2 separate regions of the Mus musculus genome follow, and region 1 is linked to region 2. The links are chromatin contacts, called in public promoter capture Hi-C maps. All regions are on one chromosome and are shown on one strand. The core of a region is the stretch at or near the end of the contact, and the rest is flanking DNA. Distances in the headings are between cores, read along the strand shown. Region 1 holds the start of E430016F16Rik (RIKEN cDNA E430016F16 gene). Region 2 holds the start of 1500012K07Rik (RIKEN cDNA 1500012K07 gene).

Region 1 (6,913 bases), core at 3,293-5,792, 3.4 Mb before region 2:
ACAGCAAGAAATCCAGATTGCTGTTGCTGCTGTCAGCACCACTACAGATGGAAGATTATAGCAGGTAGTATGTATAACCCGGGGAAACTGGGTACCATGCCAATCTATGCCTTGGACACCTAGATTCTATAGTGTTTTTTAGAAGTTTCATGGTGAGGCCAGATTACACATCTCAGAAGAGTAATAGAGTCTATGATTTACAGGGTTGACTTCAACAGTGGGACATGGAGGTCAGGAAAGAGCCAGCATGAAGTCTTTCCCATTCCTCTCAATACTTGAACTACTAAGAAAGGCAGATAGGCTAGAAAATCTAAACATGGTGTGTAAGACTAAACCATTGGTTGTGTTTGTTGTGAAGCATCCCCTTTCTGGTAAGCACCTCCATCTTTTTTTGTTCTCCTTCCTTCTTTGCCTCAGTCTCCCTTCCACTGATATTTCTCCTCAGAGAACTGTTAGCAGATGGCTTCTCCCTCAGACAAGCTGTCTTCTTCAGGGAAGTTTGGCAAAGACATGCTGCTGCTACGGAGGCCGTCCGTGTGGTTGTGCTGAGGCTGGTGAGTGTGGTGGTGGTGGAGACTCATGGTACTGTCAATGATGGTGGCATGGATGGTGTAGGTGATGAAATATAAATGAACAGTCATGAGAGGCAATGTGGCATTTTAGTCTGTATGTATGGGCCACATACAGTGGTGGTTACAGAACACAATTACGTAAGAGAAGTAGGATGGAGCCGAAGGATCCCTATCACTTATTGATGTTGTAGCCATCTTAGCGCCACGGGGTGGACCTGTGGTGATGGTGAATGGCTTATTATGTCTCCAGTCTTATAAAAACATAACATGGACCCATGCCAAGTGCATAAAAATTGATAACGATGCACAGCTCTCCTATTGGTTCATGTGCCCATTGCAGTATGTTTTACCATCAGGATGTCCTCCACCTACTTAAAAATAGTTTACTCTAAAACAATTAACACCAGCAGCAGCCTCATTCATTCTGTGTTTACTGTGAATCTTGATCGCATAAAAAGGCTGACTAAAAAAGATTCCTCTTAAGTATACTGCTTTGTTCCAACGACAACGAAACTGCCAAGTGACACACTTCTCAGAACCACTTCCTGTCATTAAGTGATGGTTGACTGTGTGATAGGAGCCCGGTTGCCGGCATCACGTCCCACTCACTTTCTGTGTCCTTCTCCTTGGTTTTCTTCCTTAGGGGAGGATGTGGCATCCCATCCTTTGGAACCTAGGCATGGCTGAAGGACTGGCTTCAGGTAGCACATACTTGTCACATACACTTTCCCTCCCTGACAGAGGCTCGTGTTTTTGGTTGAGGTGCTCCTCTGCCCTAGTCCTTGAAGCAGAGCCTTTGGTAACCCATGGCAGACATAAACCATGGATGAGTGGTTTTTTTTTTTTTTCTTTTTGTCTCTGTCATTGAAAGTCAGAGAGATTCTAGTGTATCCTGACTTCTGTGAGGGAAAGTCGCTCCTGAGAACCATGCCTGTGGAACACCAGTGACAAACAGGGAAGACTACTGCACTACAAAGTTAGATCCTGTACTTCAGAGACTGGGGCGGGGGGAGGATTGTGAGTTGAAGGACAGCCAGGATACTTAATGAGACCCTTTGTGAGAGAAAGATGAGAGTAGGAGGGATGGAGGGAGGGAAGGGAGCAGAGATAGAGCAAAATATAGACACATAGATGATAGATAAACAGATAGATGATAGATAGATGATAGGTAGGTAGGTAGATAGATAGACAGACAGGCAGGCAGACAGACAGACAGACAGACAGACAGACAGATAGATAGTAGAATATTGTAGTTCATTGGATTTTCCCTTGAAAGAAACTTCCAAAGCTCTTCACACACTTAGTAAACTCTGAGTTCTTAATGGAGTGTGCTCCAGCTGCCATGAAGCTCAGGGAAGGACGATGAGGCTCTCAGTCTGAGGAAGGTGTCTGGTAGCCTTCCCATGTATTTGAAACCTCCTTCATTCATGTGGTCAGTTTTGTCAGTGAGATCCTGTCCTCTCTGCCTTCCTTTCTTCTTCCACTAGCCCATGGGAGTGAGCTCCACAGAGCTAAAGAAGCTTGAGCTAATTTCTCTTAGTGTACTTTATTTACAGGCAGGTATGCTATGGATGATGGGAAACATGATTTTCCCCTATGTCTGTCTGCTGGTCAGAGAACACAGGGCCCTATCCCATGAATGGGGACTCTCTCAGGATATTTAGTATAGAGAGAGGGAATTGGGATTGGATGTGTATTTGGAGGAGGGTGTAAAGAAAGGTGGAGGGATAGTAGTTGGCTCCTTAGAACAGTCATGGGATGGGGACTCAGGAGTGATCTAATTGAGTTTACAGCCTCTTTCTTCTTGCCACCTCACCCAGAATATGTAGTTCTGATTAAAATCAGGAAGTGTGAGAGACAGCACTCTCTGCGGAGGACCTCCACGCTCCCTTGCTAGCAGAAATAAGCACAGTTAAGCCTGCTTTCAGAAATTGGGGCTGCCTCGAGGCATATACTCAAACTCCTTGACCTACATTTTCTTTATAAATGAGTGCGTGTGAGTGTGTGTGTGTGTACTTAGATACGGCAAGGTTAAGGATATGCCTTCAAACAACACCCATTCACTAAGCACCTGCTACACTCTGCCCTACTAGGAACGGAAAAGCTCAGAAAGAGGCTATTGAATGTATTACATTGCAGTGTGGTGAGAAATACAGAGTTAGAACAATTAGGTATGCAAATGGGAGCTCCAGATGGGACCCAGCCTTGTCTAGACGGTCAAGGAAGAAATGATGAAGGGGCTATGGTATGGGGAGTGGGGAATTGTACTGCTTACATTCATTAGTGGAGTAATTTGATGGTGGCACTGGAACCCAGGACCTGGTGTGTGCTAAGCATGGTCTCTATAACTCATGATGTCTCTCAACACCCCACAGAATGTTTCTACATCAGATATTTATCTGTATATGGGTGCAGGATATACATATGTGCAGGTGCACACACGGTAGGAGCCTAGAAAACTGAGCAAATGGGTTAGTTCATGGTGAAAAGTTTTTCATAGTGCCAAGTTTATAACCCATTAAACCCCCGATGATCTTTACTGCCGATGAATTAGATGTCAATTTTTAGAACATTAATTTTTACATTTCCCTGCCCTGGAAGCAGCCTAAGTATAGCTTCCTTCACATGATAGGGTCTTCACTGTGACTCCCAGGGTCACACGGGGCTTGGAGAGAGTTCTTCCTGAGGTTGGATCTGGAGAATATAGTAACTGTATCCCACAGAGATGGCTTCGGTCCGTTTTGCTTTTTGAGTTCTTAAGTCTGCTTTTTATAGTTTGCTGTCTCTTTCTGTGCTCTCAGGCTGTCAACTGTCACTTCCTGCAGCTGTCAGCCTGGCTTTCTCTTTCTTGAGACTCACCACTATCGGCATCTTCCCCGCCCCCAGTGCGCACACACACACACACACACACACACACACACACACACACACAGAGGGAGATTCCATTCTGATTCAGGATTACTTAGAGTCAGTGGGCTTGACTCATCCAATCTGTAAAGCAGCCACCCCCTAACCTGAGAGCAGCCCCTGATCTGGTGACATCAGCTTCACCTGGGAACTCCTTAGAGATGCCCATTCCTCCGGTCCTGTTCCAGACTTGCCTAATCAGAATCACTGGAGTGGGGTGGGAAGGGTAGAACAAGCAATCTGTATTTACCAAGCTGTCTGGTGATTTAGGTGTCTCTCAGTTGGAGAAATAGCCCATAGGAAAGGGAAATAAGGTCCGAGGGAAGGCTTACGGCGCTGCACGTGGTTCAGAGAATCAGTCTATGTTCTGTGTCCAATCTAGAGACTTCTGTGTCTTTCTGGGTTCTGGGCTGTGTTCAGTGCTATTGGACAGTTTCAGGATAGCTGAATTGTAGGAAGGTGTGATGTTGTGCATGTGTGTCAGCCTAGTACATACAGAGAATGAGTAAAGGATAGAGAGAGAAAAGCCAGGCTCTGCAGAGAGGCTTGTCTTAGCTCCTAGAATCTTCCGTGTGTGGCTTAGCCTCAGAATCCTGGTTGCAATCCACCAGCTCAGAGTCCTACCAGTCTTCAGGTAGAAGGAGGAGCTCCTGGGTTTCGCCTGTGAATAGTGTGCCTAAGGCTCAGACCAAGTGTCAGGAACACTCTGAGAGTTACCAGCTGGTGGAGACTCTGCCAGAGACTCTCCACGCGGAATTTTTCAGGCGGACAGCTGGGATATGTGTGGGAGCCTCAGAGATGCATGGATTTGGGTTTGTAAACACAGGCCTGTTAAATTTAGGGCGGGCCTCGGGCCTAGGAGAGCTCCGTAGCATCATTTGGCAACTGTTGCCCATATTGAGTGGTTTAAAAACCCTGCTTATTCCTTATATAGTAGGAGGCCTGTTTTAGCACAGCTTGTCATCAGAGGGGAGGGTCTTGGCACAGGAGTTGAACACCCACTGTGTGCCAGGTGCTCTGCATAAACCATGCCGTTTTGACTGCTGCGTATTCAGGGGCTGAGGCTTATCAGCTCTGCTTACTGAGAGCAAAGGTCTAGACCTAAGAAATCTCAGTCATGGTGTTGGATGTGCCTCAAGGATGGATGCAAGAGGACCACCTCCTGTGTAGTGGAGAAGGGCAACCGGCAGATGGCATGTAGTGGTAAGGATCCTCTGTCCATAGTGAGAACCCGATACCATCCATAGAAGCCGGGCCAAAGAACTGGCCAAACTGCCTAGTTTCCTTGTGTTACTGCTTGTCAGAAAAAGACATCTGGAGTATGATCCCACAGGATGCTCTTCAAATTCAAGGCTTTGCTGGACAAATCACTTTGGGAATTGTCATAAAGCTTTATTCTCCCCTTGGAGATTGTGAGTTACTTGTGGTAAGCAGGGTTAACCAGCCAAGCAGACAGAGATGATCACTATAAAGAGATGCTGGGAACTGGCTTTGTGGTGGTGCGGGCTGGCAGGGAAAGGTTGACGTCCCAAGGGCAGGCTGCACCTCTCTGCCTGCATCAAGGGCGATGCTGTCTGTGAGTGGGACCCTTCCACCCACCTTTGTGGGGAGACTTCCACTCTACTGTTAGGGCCTTTGGAGCCACTGAGTCCAGTCAACCCAGGTATCCTTTACTCAAAACTAGCTTATTGTAGAATTAACTACACCTATCAAATTTTCCTGGAAACACCTAGGGAAGCATTTGACATTGGCATCTAAGATTGATCACTACAATTATGGTTTAGACCTTAGATATACCCCGAAGGCTTGTTGAAGGCTTTGTGGCAGTGTTTGGAGCTAGTAGAGTCTTTAGTGTGGAGCTCTGTAGAAAGGCATCAGGTTCATAGGGTTCTGCCCATGAAAGTGTGATTGGTATCTCAGTCCCTTTCTTTTCATCTCTGCTTACTGGCTGCCACCGGTGAGCAGCCTCCTCTGCCCTGATGATTTCTGTGCCACAGGCCTGAAGCAAGTGAACTGAGCCACTGTGGACTGAAACCTCAGAATGCATGCATGCATTGAAACACTCTTGTACATTGAGTGCCTCAGGTATTTAGACACAGTGAGACAGAGATGACTGGCCAGTAGAATACCAGATGTAGCACAGAAGTCTTCTCCAAAAAGACATCTTGATTTTGGTGAATCTCTTCCCTCCTAAAGTTGCCCTGCCTGCTCTCCCATTTTACAAACCCGTAACAGAACAGCCATGTGTGCCAGAGTTCCACACAGCGCTTAGGAGATTGCTGGCCTGAGCTTCCTGGCCCTACCTCAACCCGAGACCCTGGAAGAGCTCAGACGCTAAACAATTCAGTCTTTGGTGATTCAGGGACATAGTTTGCCAACCTCAATCCCATTGGTATCTTAGCCAGCTAATTCTGTGTCATAGGGCTCACCCTGTGTACTGTGGGATATTTAGCAGGATTCCTGGTCTTGGTCTGATGGATGACAGCAGTACTCCTTCCTCCCCAGCTATGACAATCCATAATGTCAAACATCTTCCGACAAGTGAAATGTTCCCTGCTGAAAAGCACTAGTGCAGAGGAAGACATTGTGGAATAGCATAGAGGTCCAGGGAGCCCGGCAACCTGAGTTTGAACTGTACCTCTCACATTTAACTGTGTCCTACCGTGTTCTGGACAACTTGGAGCAGTCCAGCCTGGGTTGACTAGCTCTGTGCGGGGAATGACTTTACTTTCATGAGGCCCCATTTTCCACCTCTCCAAAATGATGATCATGATAGGATTTATCAAGTTATTGAGGGATTCATTGGAGTAGAGTATTTAGGCTGCCTGGCTCTCAACAATTATTCTGCATGTGTTTGTCCTTTAGCCTTCTGACAAGGAGGCCCAGTCTCTTGTCTGAATTCTCCTGGGCATCCTGGGATAATGGAATTGCAAGACCATCATCTGGTCTATATTCTAAGTAAGAAGACAAATTCATCTTGGGGTTTGAGGCTCCAGGGCTTCAGACTGGTAACAGTCCCCCACTCGGAGTGCAGATGCCCATGACCCCAAGTTTACAGAGGAACTTCAAGAATGTCCAGAGCTCAGCAGCCTCAGACTCCCTTCCAGGCCACTCCACAGGTTGCTCCATGGCTCCTTCCCACAGGCCACAGATTTATGAATGGTGCACACTGTGTCCTTGCCAGGAGGTTTATTAATGGGCTTTCATACAGCACTTTAGGTTGGTGAGCTCTCCTTGCTCCTTCGGTTCCTGGCCGGATGCAGGGAGATACATCACATCAGCAAAATCTTCCTCTTGATTTGCCAGAGGGGGTGATTAAGACACCATCTATTGGGGATAGACTCTCAGCCCACTCTCCTCCTCCTTTGGCCATCTCTTGGCCACTAACAAATTCCATGGAGGCAGCATATAGCCCATAGCCATCCTCTGCAGGT
Region 2 (7,375 bases), core at 1,727-4,226:
TCCCTTTAAATAAATAAATTCAAAAATTGAAAAAAAAAAGAACCACTATTTAGGCACATGGTATTGGCTTAAGTGTGTAATGGACTTTAGGCATATTGCCCTCTACCCCTTCTCTTCTCACCCTTCCTTCCCCCAGTAGTGCCCTATTCTCCCAAATAGGTTTTAATGCTTATTTCTTTGAGGTTGTCCGCTGTCTTTCACACGTTTATGAATGTGGAATCCACCACATGTGCTTAGGGTCATTTGTATGAGCTAGGGTGGGAGCTTTATTTACCAGATCAAGAGCAACTTTGCATCAGTGACACCTCCGAGGAATAGGACTCTAGCAGCAATTATCTGCTGATAGCTCCCCGGGGAGCTATTATCTAGGAAGAGTATTTCCATTCAAACTATTTTTTCTTTTGTAGCTCACAAAGTCAGTATTTCCCTTCGTCTTCATCACTGAAATAAATGTCAATCTAAATATACACATCTAAAACTTTGAAGTAGGATTTACATCCACATTCACATGGTATTTGATGTGTCTATATAAAACCAGACACCATAAATGAGAGAAAGCATGACATTAGTCTTTCTGAGGTTGACTTAGTTTAATCTGATTATCTCTAGTTGTATCCATCAGCACATAGACTTCTGAATCTACTTTAGCCTTTGTCTTATTGAAGGTTTTATTGCTGTAAAGAGACACCGTGACCAAGGCAGTGCTAATAAAGGAAATGTTTACTTGGGGCCAGCTTACAGTTTTAGAGGTTTAGTTCGTTATCCTCATGGTAGGGAAGTATGGCAACGTACAGGCAGACAGGGTGCTGAAGAAGGAGCTGAGAATTCTACATCTTGGTCCACAGGCAGCAAGCAGAAGGAGACTGGGTGCCACACTGGGCATAGCTTGTGCAGAAGAGACCTCAAAGCCCATTTCCACAGCAACACACTTCTTCCAACCAAGCCTCACTTCCTAATAGTACCACTTCCTATGGTTCGGCATTCGAACACACCATACAGGGCATCTGCATAACTTCCTAATTCTCTGGTATGTGTAGGTGTTCATAAATTCCTTGAATTACTAAGGAAATTATCTGGATTGTCCTTTCAAGTTCTCACTCAATGGAATGGGTAGAGGGGAATGGATCAGGTGAAGCATGGAAGCTGTTGATGTCAGTGGGGAGACACTTTTGTTCACTCGACGAGGAAGAAGTGTTTCTAAGGACAAAGGGAAGCCAATGGCCTGGTTTTAGTCAGGAAGGAACCAAGATTAGACTTACACCTTAGGGAACAACTATGGGAGGGGAACTAGGGAAGCCCTTGCAAGGTGGTTCAGGGTCAAGCCCAGGCTAAGAAAGAGGTGGGGAGCTGAGAGAAGCCTTCTGTAGCTGGAGGGGGTGATAGAAGTGAAGAGCTTGGGGAGGCAGAAGTATTGAGTGGAGAAAAGGCAAGATTCTTCTCTTTTGCCTCCACTTTGACATAATTAGGTACAATGGTTGGTTTTGTTAACAACACACACCTACACACATATGTGAAGAGCAACTTCAGTTGGGAAAATACCTTCATCAGATTGCCTGTAGGTAAGTTTTGTGAGGGCATTTTTTTTTTTTTTTTTTTGTTTTTAAATTAGAGACTGATACGGGAAGTCCAGCTTACTGGGAATGGTGCCAGTCCTGACCAGGTAGTCCTGAGTTTAATAAGAAAGGAGACCTAACATGCCAGTAAGCAGTGTTCCCCAGTTGCCTCTCCCTCATTTTCTGCCCTGACTTCCCTCAATGGATTGTGCTGGTGATACGTAAGTTCAGTAGACTCTTTCCCCACCAAACTGCCTTTGGTCATGGTATCGTTCTCATAGTTGTCCTTCTCACAGTTAGAAAAGCAATTAGGGAAGGTACTTAGCAGACACTACAGAAGACTAGGCCCCTGTACTGTTGTTTAATTTGGACTTTGAACTTCCAGGGTGACTTCGTTCATGACTTTATTTCCTTCTAGAAGGAACCCTATGCTTTGGGAAAATCTTCCCAGGCTGGCTGCATTGTGTTTGTGAGCCGGGTGTGTGTGTGTGTGTGTGTGTGTGTGTGTGTGTGTGCGCGCGCGTGTGGCATTGGTAAGAAGGAAACAGCTAGAGCCTTTCTCCAATATATTAAACCCTCCAAATTTTCCTCATCCCCTCCCCACCCCCCGGACCCTCCGCTGGCCAAGCAAGCTCTTTTTCAGTTCCAAAGGAGTTAAGAAGACCAGAACGATTTGTCAACATCTATTATCTTGGGTAGTTTGGGGATGGCATAATCCGAGGACACCCCCAGTCCAAGACCGAGCTTGGGGACAGAGCTTGGAGTCTTATGCGCCTTGGCGCCTTAGGTGGGAGGGTGGAGAGACCAAGATATTTATAGTCAGTTGGGAACAAACCTAATAGAATAAGACGTTTGCAGGTCTGTTCATCCGCAAATCCAGAAAGGGCGGGTCCGGGGAGTGGGCTCTGGCTCCCCTCCAACCTATCCGGAACTCCTCTCCTTGGATCTGAAAGGGAGTTAGAAGCAAAGAGCTTTCCGCAGTGAACACAGTGCCTGGACTAGGCTCTGGCTGATCCTTCTAAATAGACTCAGGAGCCCCGGGAGGGCTGGGGTGCTGCAGGGTGCTGGGAGCGCGCTGCACAGAGGCTCTGCACAGCGGAGGCAGCAGCGAAGGCGACGAGGGCGCGGCGATGCAGGTGTGCCCTAGGGAGAGCCTGCCTCGGTTGGGATTACCAACCGCGTTAGCCTGAGCTGCCGCCCAGACTTACGGTGTTCGGCTGCTGACCGGCTCGCTGCGGATTTTCCACCCAGGTAGGGGACGGCGATTCTCGCGGTGGTGCGGGGCTCCCAGGCCTGGCATGCTGAGACCCGTGCTGGGACCTCTGGGTGCGGTTGTTAGGAAAAGCCTCAAAGGGCAGCAGAGTTGGAAAGCAGCGCACCGAAAAAGGAGCACTTGCTGCTGCCCCGGGCTGCGCGCTTCTTTGAACGTGGCCTTCCCCAGGACTTGGAGTGAAAGCACATGAACTATTGGCGCGGTAAATAGTTTCCCAACTTGGGCTACTGACATTTATAGCTGCTTTCCACATGCTTCCTGGACATCCCTTTAGTTCAACCTTACTCCTCGTTGGCTTTTTCTCAGAGAACAGATTAAATACGTGCCCACACCTGCTGGCTCTGGACTGGGGTTTGTGTGTGTTTCTCTGTGTTGAGGGCGCCCTCCGCGGGCGTGGGAGCCGTTTCTTAGGGACTTTCTTTTTTTTTTTTTTTCTGGATGGATTTTTAGCGCAAGGAAAAGAACATGATTTGTTTTGCAGGGATGGGTGAGCAAATGCCGTTAGCTAGGGAGGAGCAAGGCGCTGCTGTTCCCTCCGCAGCAGACCAGTGGTAGATTTCTCATCTGTCGGGTACAGCAGATCCAGCTGCCCAAATGCTTTTATCTTTTATCCAGAAATTGCAGATGCAAACAGGCTCCGTTTAAAGGTAACTTGATGCAGATGTGTTGGGTAAGGTAGGGTGGGACGCTGTGGGATGCTTGCTGGTTTCTAAGCCTGTTTGGAAGGTGAATGTGGGTGGCTCTGGGTCTCAAGGAGGGGCAGGTGAGGGGTGAGAGGTGTGTGGATGGTGGGGAACTAGACATTGCAACCAGCTTGGCGGTCTCTTCTATGCTTTCCCTTGCCCTTTGCAGAAGAGGCGGCTTGCTAGAAGATGCAGTTGATATGGTGAGTGAGGCACAATCTGCGTCTTCCCTGAGTCAGCAAATACTTGCCCAACGGTTTTATGTGTCAGAGGTGGCATTGATCCTTAGGGATGAAGAGGTGATGGAAACAAAATCCTAATGTGGCACAGGCTCACACCCGGTGGGGGACAAACACCTGTAGTAAGGAGGTGTGACCAGTTCGGGATTGGTTTTGTTTCTTGAGCCATTGCTCTTGAATATCCTGCAACCCTCTCCCATTCCATCACCATCACGGCTGATGGGAAGGCAGAGCTGATGTTAGCAGAACAAGACTAGTGTCAAGGAGGCACTCTGAAGGCTGCACTGAGGGCAAAGCACACCAATGCAGGTCCGGCTTTTTACTTTTGTTCTCTTGATAAGTATTTTCTCTAAGTTTCAGGACAATGGAGTATTGAAATAGCTTTTCACAAAGGCAGGGACTCTTGCAATTTCTAAGGGAGTTTCAGAGCAGATCAACTTGTGGGACAAAAAGCCAACATTGTTGGTGGGTTATTTCTTTTGCCAGAGGTGTGCCTTACATGCATTTTGTAACTGAAAGCACCAGGTGTTTGAATAATAACCTGGCACACTGTGGGTAGTGTGGCCTTGACTGCTCTAAGAGAGCTGGTCTTTGGCAAGTATCTTAGCCTTTCTTCGAGCCTTGATTTCATCATCTGTAAAATGGAAGCAACGACACTGTCATGATAAATATGTAACACACACACTTAAAAGTATTTGCTCATCGTTTAACAATCATCATATAGTGATCATTTGGCATGAAGTTGCTACTTAAGTTTGTTCATTGAGTTCCTACCATGTGACAGGCACTTCTCTATATGTGGCAACTGTAGCATTGAGCAAACTGTGTGTGTGTGTGTGTGTGTGCAAGTGTATTACTGAACAAATAAATAAGTATTTAGTATTTTAGCCCAGGAGCTGAGATGGAGAAAAATAAAGTAGAATAAGAAACATGAGAAGTGCTGCAAGTTTTGGAGTGGGTTTGTTATCTATCTATTTGTCTATCTGTCTGTCTATCTGCCTGTCTATCTATCTGTCTGTCTGTCATCAACTCTATCATCTATTTGTCTATCTCTTTCCTATCTATCTATCTATCTATCTATCTATCTATCTATCTATCTATCTATCCTTCTATCTATCTATCTATCTATCTATCTATCTATCTATCCTTCTATCTATCTATCTATCTATCTATCTATCTATCTATCTATCTATCCATCCATCCATCCATCTATCTATCTATCTATCTATCTATCTATCTATCTATCTATCTATCTATCTATCTTTCTACCCTTCTATCATAATCATCTCTATCATCTCTCTGTCTATCTCTTTCATATCTATCATCTATTTACCTATCTAATCTATCATCTATCTCTTTCATATCTATCTGCTATCTATGTGGTCAGAGAGATAGTTGATAATGAGGGCATCTTGACCAACTCTGGTGAGAGTGAGGGAGAAAGCCAGGCGGTATGAGTAGAGTAACAGAACCTGCAAAAGCCTGAGACAAGAGACAAACACATAAGAGAACAAGAAAGAGACCCAGGAAGCCCAGTTGTGTGAATGAGGGGGATGGTGGTGAGAACTGTCTGAGGATAACATGAAAAGGTCACTGCTGTCTTGCTTCATGATTTCTGTTTATATATTTGTCGCTTAAGATACAGCACTGACTTCTTGTTTAAGGACTTGGCTGAGTTCCTAATCTCCGTGTTTAAAAGAAGGTTATCTGGTAGGAAGTGGTACTTGGACAGTTCAAAACAGGATCTAATGCAGCAAGCCAGAGGGATACATCTCTGCAAGGCAAGCTCGGTGACTCTGATTCCTAGCCCCCAGATGGAGGACCGTGTTTACACCTGTTTCTTTTCCAGACGAAGCAGAGTCACCTTTAGTGAACAGTCCGGCAGGTGTTGTCCCCACTAGCTCATGTTCTCTTTTCTTTGGCAAGAATCTCTGTGGTTACGGAAAGGATTGGGATCATCTGGAAATATACTGACCTTCAGTGCACGATGGAATGCATTTACGTATGGCTGGATGGTGAATTTATTTAGGGCTTCCATCCAAAAGCTTAATATAAAGATCACAGCTTGCTGCTTTGTCCTTTGGAGAAAGCAGTATGGGGGGGGGGGGATCTGAGGACTCTATCAGCTCTTTGTGGTGCAGTAAGCCTACTGCAGTGTTCCATGAGTGAAATGGGCGAGGGGGAGATTGATGGCTGAAAACCTTGTGAAAGCATCTGTGAAATAGGATGGGGGGAGGCTGGGTCAAGGTCAGGGTGGCTGGTCATCACCCAATTCATCTCAGAAGAGAGCATTTACTTCTCATCCAAGGTCTGCCTCTCAGTTATACTCTTTAGTCTCAGAAACCTGATCTGTCTCTCTGGGCTATGTCAGAATAGCTTTGTTCCTCTGCATGCCACATTATTGATCCTCAGTGGTGGAGACAGTTTGTTCTATGGCCAGTGTATGTAAGTCCTGCAGACCCCCATTCATGACGTCCAAGCTACAGAGAGCAGAGCTGCTTAGAGACCTACCTGAAGAACTGGTCACACACTTTAAGGTTTGTCTTAAGAGAGTATAGAGTAAACCACCCTCAAACTCAGTGACCTTGAACAACTAGCATTTATTATTTTCTCTCATGTGTATGGAGTGGCCAAGAGATCTGTCTGAGTTGTACTTGGTTGATTTCTGCTGTGCCTGTTCATGTGACTTGGCTCTGTTGATGGAGAGTTTGAAAAATGGCTGCTTTGGGATGACCTGACTTGGGATGACTTGGGCTCTGACCATGCTTGTCCCTCTTCTCCCTGTATAGCTGGGGCAGGTTCACATGGCAGAGGCAGAGAATCAGGAGAAAGTGGAAGTGTATGGGTTGGGCATGTAGCTCAGTGGGTAGACTGCTTGCCTAGCATGCACAAAGGCCTCTATTTGGTCTCCATTACCATATAAACTGGGCACGGTGATACAGGTATGAAATCTCAGCAGTTAAGAGATGGAGGCAGGGTATCAGAAATACCAAGTCATCCTTTGCTACATAGCAATTTCAAGGCCAACCTCAACTATGTAAGATCTTGTCTAGAAAAATAGAAGAGAAAAAGGAGGAGGAGGAAGAGGAGGAGGAGAAGAAAAAGAAGGAAAGAAAAAAGGAAAGAAGATGAAAGTGTGCATGGTCTCTCTAAGTCTAAACTTATATAGCTGACGTACCATTCTTGATCCCCATTTATTAACAAAAGCACTATACAAGGAAGCCCATGTGAAGGTGTAAAGAAATAAATTTCACTTCTTCAGTTGATCTTAGCCAAAAAGACCGAGGAGCGATTATATTCAGTATTGCAAAGAGCAGGGTACAGTGAGGGGAAGAATTTGGAATGTGTGGTTCTTAATACATTAAGTTCCCTTGTGCATGGAGGGGAGAAGTGTTCAGGAGCCCCTAGCTGAGGAGCTATTGACAGTTGACAGTTTTCTTTAAGGGTGTGGTTCCCATAGGTCATCTGTGCTCTAGTGGACGGCCCTGCACCAGAAATCACATGGGCAGCACACATTGGACTCAAAAGATAGAGAAACACACACACACACACACACACACACACACACACACACGCGCACACACACAGAGAGAGAGAGAGAGAGAGAGAGAGAGAGAGAGAGAGAGA

What was found. Promoter capture Hi-C pulls out the DNA fragments that hold promoters and counts their contacts.
Region 1: a contact with region 2 is called in a promoter capture Hi-C map of pre-B cells, with 4 times the contacts expected there. The contact joins the promoter of E430016F16Rik here to the promoter of 1500012K07Rik in region 2. A contact is called at or near these places in 1 of 39 promoter capture datasets (pre-B cells) and 1 of 484 Hi-C or Micro-C datasets (pre-B cells).

What each region holds. Positions count from the first base shown.
Region 1 is chr7:78,715,849-78,722,761 of GRCm38.p6, reverse strand. E430016F16Rik (RIKEN cDNA E430016F16 gene) reads left to right here and starts at 4,542. Exons shown (of 11, transcript NR_015542.2): 1 at 4,542-4,682.
Region 2 is chr7:75,304,303-75,311,677 of GRCm38.p6, reverse strand. 1500012K07Rik (RIKEN cDNA 1500012K07 gene) reads right to left here and starts at 2,976. Exons shown (of 3, transcript NR_045814.1): 1 at 2,762-2,976. Sv2b (synaptic vesicle glycoprotein 2 b) reads left to right here and starts at 2,416. Exons shown (of 13, transcript NM_153579.4): 1 at 2,416-2,804.